Regions from separate parts of the Mus musculus genome. Here region 1 is linked to region 2. Evidence: chromatin contacts called from public HiChIP or PLAC-seq data. All regions are on one chromosome and are shown on one strand. The core of a region is the stretch at or near the end of the contact, and the rest is flanking DNA. Distances in the headings are between cores, read along the strand shown. Region 1 has its middle 24 kb from the start of Klrb1. Region 2 holds the start of Clec2h (C-type lectin domain family 2, member h).

Region 1 (2,700 bases), core at 55-2,554, 85 kb after region 2:
TATGTGTCATTTTTTTTTAACCTGGAATAAGCTCTTATTTTGAGTGTTACACAGGAAACACTTTTGAAGGGGAATACAACCTGCTCAGGGCCATCAGTAACATGATTGTTGATGGTATGATATAGATACAGGTGGTTAGGAATTTGGGTGAGGGTTGAGGGGTTTCATACAAGACCAGAAATGACATGAGGATGGAATCATCAAAGTTCATTCCAACATGAGTGGCAATTCACAAAAGCTAGAACTTTGGAACATACTGAAACAGGTATGTTGAGTAACCCTGGGTAAAAGAGTGCCTATCTTAGTTACTTTTCTTTTGCTGTGAAGAGACACCATGACCAAGGCAACTTATAGAAGAGTTTATTGCAAGCTTGCTTTAAAATTCAGATGATTGAGTCCATCAATGACCATCATGGTGAGGAGCGTGGCAGCAGGCAGGGAAGTATGATGTTGGAGCAGTAGCTGAGAGCTTAAGAGTTAAGACAACCATGAGGCAAAAACAGAGCTGACTAGGGATTGTGTGGGCTTTTGGAAACCCAACTCCAGTGACACAACTCCTCCAACCAGGCCACACCTATTAATTCTCCGCAAACAACTTCACCCATAGTGGACTAAGCATTGAAATATATGAGTCAACTGCCACACACACTGGGAAATGTCACAGACACTCCAGGGAAGTCTGCTTGGCAGGCTGAGAAGCCTGGAAGCACTCACGAGGCAAAGAGTTTCACGGAAACTCACCTCCTGGAGCTTTGGCGATCTCATTAACCCGTATATTCATACCCTATCCCCGAGTTAGTCTGGTTTATGGATCCACGTGATCTCTTTTAGCATTATCTTATTATAAGTGTCTTTTAAGATTGAATTCTGACATACGTAAGCTCCCACCAGTGTTCCAAGGTCCCAGAAACCGGAAGAGCTTGGAATCCGGCAGGAATGCAGTAAGGAAGTTACCTATTCAGTAACTAATTAAGCATTACAAAAGACGGGGCCAACAGCTCAGAGCTGGTCTGCAAAGTATTTACTAAGGACAGTAGCAAATCTCACCCAAACAAGGGAATACCATAATATAGCTAGGGAATCCCACTGAGACAGAGATCTTCTCTACAGCCAGGTATAGCAAGCTTCATATTAGAAGCAAGTTGGTGAATTCTTCTGTAGACCCAGGATAGGGGGTTTGGGGTATTGCAGTATTCATGAAAAGGTCTGCTAGTGCAGAACCCCTGGTGGTGGGCTTAACAATAGACTAGCTTTACACCTGGATCCCTTCATAGTGGCAGTGGCCTGGTCCCCTCCTTCTTGTGATGTATACGTTCCTTTTGTATTGCATCACTGTAACTTGGTGGATTGTATCTGCCTTATTTCTTATTATTCTTTGATATAAAAAGTTTGGTGCTCAACCTGACAAAATACATTCAGATTCTACACAATCTCGCATGTTGGTCTGTCTGTCACCCACCGACTCCTTGACCATCTGCACCCAGAGAACTGTCCACACAGACAAAGGGACCCAGAGGGTCTGCGGCAGTCAACGAGAGCCATTCTCATTAAAATCATCACTGTGTCCTTTCTTGGGGTCTCAGTTGGTCTGTGATCTTCTAGGCAGTACTGCTGGTTTCTGCTTCTTCCAGGCATTTTAGCTTGTCTGAGAGTGACTCTCAGTGGTCCTTACTCCATATGCATTATTGTGGAGGAAGGGGACTACTAAATCTGCTCAGTATCATGACTTTTTAAAGTTATTTTGAGTTAAATCCTTTTTAAATTATTAATTAATTAATTAATTAATATCACAAATACTGCCCCATACCCACTCCCCTCTCTTTCCCTTCCTCTCCCTCCCATGACTATTTTGTTCCCCCTTCTAAGTGGGATTCAAGCATCCTCACTTGGACCTTCCTTCTTATTTAACTTCTTTGGGTCTGTGGGGTGCCTCATGGGTAGTCTGTACTTTGTGGCTAATATCCACTTATCATTGAACACATACCATGCATACCCTTTTAGATCTGGGTTCCTTCACATAGGATAATATTTTCTTGTTCCATCCATTTGCCTGCATCATTCATAATGTTCTTGTTTTTAACAGCTGAATATTATTCCATTGTGTAAATGAACCACATTTTTTGTATCCATTCTTTGTTTGAGGGACATCTATGTTGCTTACAGTTTCTGATTATTACAAATAAAGCTGCTATGAACATAGTGAAGCATGTGCCCTGGCGCCATGGTGGAGCATCTTTTGGGTACGTGCCCAGCTGGGTCTTCAGGTGAATCTATTTCCAATTTTCTGAAAAACTGCCAGATTGGTTTCCAGAGTGGCTATACCAGTTTGCACTCTCACCAGCAATGGAAGAGTGCTCTACATTCTCACCGGCATGTGCTGTCACATTAGTTTTTGATCTTAGCCATTCTGATTGGTGTAAGTGGACTCTCAGGGTTGTTTTGATTTGCAATTCTCTGATGACTAAAAACTTTGAACATTTCTTTCTTTCTTTCTTTCTTTCTTTCTTTCTTTCTTCCTTTCTCTCTCTCTCTCTCTCTCTCTTTCTTTCTTTCTTCCTTCCTTCCTTCCTTACTCTTTCTCTCTCTCTTCCTTTCTTTCTTTCTTTCTTTCTTTCTTTCTTTCTTTCTTTCTTTCTTTCTTTCTTTCTTTCTTTCTTCCTTTCTTCCTTCCTTCCTTCCTTCCTTTCTTTCTTTCTTTCT
Region 2 (2,700 bases), core at 59-2,558:
GGGAAAGATATTGTGGCCCTGGCTGTGATCTTGAGTATGTCAGAGCTCCAGTGCTCCTGAGTGTGTCTGATCTGGGAATTGAGCTTCCCCTGTGATCCTGTGATCCTGGGCATTTCAGTGTACCTGGGAATGGGACCCCCTCTGGGTATTTGAACAATAGGTGCAGAGCCAACAACCTAGGTCTGCTCCAGATGCAGGTTCAGACTGGAAGGAATCTGTGCCACTGGCTGGGCAGGAGTCCCTGTGTCCCTGGATCTTGTTGGACCCAGTTACTCTGGCTTTTGGAGCAGATGTTGTGGCCTCCTCACCTCTGATCTTGTGTGTGTTAGAACATCTGGGAGTTGAGCTTTCGGTGTTGTGGAACTGGGTACAGAGTCAAATGGCTAAAGTCCTACATGATACATATGGTGGATATACTGGACTTTGCTCTCAATTACTGTTGCTCATTATACTAGGGAACTATTATACAATAAATTTCTTTACTACATGGATATATTTTACTTTAAGAACATGTAGTGAATGCTCCTTCCTCTCTTATCTGTTGTACTTAGTTCTTTGATAAAAATCTATTGCATTGCTGACATAGCTGCTGTATGTTTCGAATTTACTTACTGTAAATATCTCTCTCAAATGTTCCTGTGTCTGCACATTTTGTGTTGTACCCACTAGGATGGAGCTGCTGCTCCTGGGACAGGTTCCTGGACAGGTCATGGCTCTGTAATTGTGTATTCGCCTTCATCTGCATTTCAGCAGTGCCCTCATTTTCTAATCTACATCATAATTATTCATGATCAGAAGAATGGCCAAATCTAGAGATTCTGTGTGTAAAAATGTTCCAAAATTAAAATATATGGGCTGAGTGTGGTGACTTGCATTTTTAAGGCTAACACTTATGAGCAGAGGCAAGCTGTTTTCCAAGAATTTGAGTCCGTCCTGATCTACAAAGTGAGACTGGAGCTAGCCAGAAGTACAAGTGAGACCCCATTTCAAAATAAATAGTTCCTCCAATTAATAACAGCATCTTTCATCAAAGCATTATTTTTCTCAAAGAACCGGTGATAAGTAAGGGATATTTTCTAATTCTCAGGCATTTATCAGTTTCATTTATTGTGTTTAAAGTCCACTTAATTTCATGTCAATATCCCCTACCTTGTGATTCTGTTTCTCCAACAAACAGAAAACTATGTGCTGACACATGATGTGCTCAGTACTGAGAAGTGATTAATGAATCACCAGTCTGGGCTGGGCTTGTAAAGTCCTTGTTAGGAAGCACATACAGTATATAAGGCTCCTTCTCCTTGACAGTTTCCTTTCAAATCACCTCCTGAATTCAGTTGAGTCATAGTTCTTCCTCTCAGCTCACAGATGAATGCTGCAAAGGTTGAAACGAGTTCCATGGGCATGCTGCAGAGGGCAGACCTCACTGCTGCAGACTGCCTGCAGGAGGGAGAAATGGGTATGCATTTTAATGCACTTTAAATTAAGCTAAAGGGATAGAGGGAAGTTTCAACAGAGACCCTCAGAGGAGCTGAGTGTCCTGCCTGTTAGCCTGCCATGGTGAATCTCTGTAGAAGTGGTGATGTTTGGAGGCATCTGTTATATAAGTTACTCTATCAGAGTATTTAATACTCAAGTATTTCTGAGCAAGAGAAATGAATAATGGATTAACCACAAGAGCCTAAGCCATAGGATTTGTTTGCTTTGGTTTTGATTTTTGGTTGTTTGGTTGCTTTTGAGGTTAGGGTTTTGTTGTATATTCGTTTTCATTTGTTTCTTTAGCGTGTTTTTGGTGTGTGTGTGTGTGTGTGTGTGTGTGTGTGTGTGTGTGTGTGTGTGTGTATATAGCTTGCTAGGACACTCTGGTGAATTAGAGGATGTTGCTGTAGAGCATGCTCCTTATAACCCAGAGTGAAGGAAGCTCTAACAGCACAGTTTTCAATGAACACAGCTGTGAAGTTCCCTGTGGTACTGGGGCTTTGCATAGGTGCTTCAAAAGGAAGAGGAAAGGTGAGGTACAGGGTGAAGCTGAATCCACCCCCCCCCCCCCACCAGCAAATCTTCTGGCATGTATGGTTTGTGCTAAATTACAGAAAATGAACAATCCTTTGGAATTTCTGTTTCAGTATTCAGAAAGAAAACCCTTTTCTACATGGAAACTGTTTCATTCTTTTATTTTTTTATTTCTTTCTACCCTCTTTCATTACTTTAATTTTTGTTTGCTTGTTTGTTTTACTGAAAAAAAATATTGGTTTTCCTGGAAAACAGTGTTCATACTCACCAAGAAAGCAAGATCAAAAAACTGTAGATGCTTTTCAACTGAACAAAAATTGTTCCATAATTGGAACATTTTATTTTCTGAATAGATATACATACACACCCCATAGTTCTGTGAGAGAACTTATCCTGAGTTGAGAATTTATCATACTGTTTTTTGTATATGCTTCAAATTTTTCATAATAAACACTTGAGGTTTAAATAAAAGAAGGAGAAACAAGAAGAGGAGGAGTTAGTATATAAAATTAAAACTATTTTGTGCATTCTTATATATTTCCTGCAACATTATAAACTCATTTATGACTTTTAGAGCCCCTGTAATAGATTCTTTAGAAATATATAAGTAGATATATCCATGTAGTCTTACTATTAAAACTTTTATCTCTTTTCATGATGATTGACTGTGATTTCTTATTCTTGCCCTTC

The links. HiChIP or PLAC-seq counts read pairs in DNA pulled down with a chosen protein or histone mark.
Region 1: a contact with region 2 is called in an H3K27ac HiChIP or PLAC-seq map of epiblast stem cells. The contact joins the enhancer-like site here to the promoter of Clec2h in region 2. A contact is called at or near these places in 1 of 39 promoter capture datasets (the C10 cell line), 1 of 15 datasets of contacts at CTCF or cohesin (pro-B cells), 2 of 484 Hi-C or Micro-C datasets (both in cortical neurons), 2 of 115 datasets of contacts at active chromatin or transcription factors (embryonic stem cells and epiblast stem cells) and 3 of 9 other capture datasets (adipose tissue, embryonic stem cells and liver).

What each region holds. Positions count from the first base shown.
Region 1 is chr6:128,746,232-128,748,931 of GRCm38.p6, forward strand. No RefSeq gene overlaps it. Among named protein-coding and RNA genes, the nearest start is that of Klrb1, 24 kb to the left of the region's middle. Within about 2 kb of position 1,305, at least 7 of the 459 cell types and tissues checked have an H3K27ac peak or open chromatin away from gene starts, as enhancers often do. A contact at or near this core is called in embryonic stem cells and epiblast stem cells, where this site is marked.
Region 2 is chr6:128,661,077-128,663,776 of GRCm38.p6, forward strand. It overlaps Clec2h (C-type lectin domain family 2, member h), which reads left to right and starts at 1,309. Exons shown (of 5, transcript NM_053165.5): 1 at 1,309-1,456. The coding sequence starts at 1,366.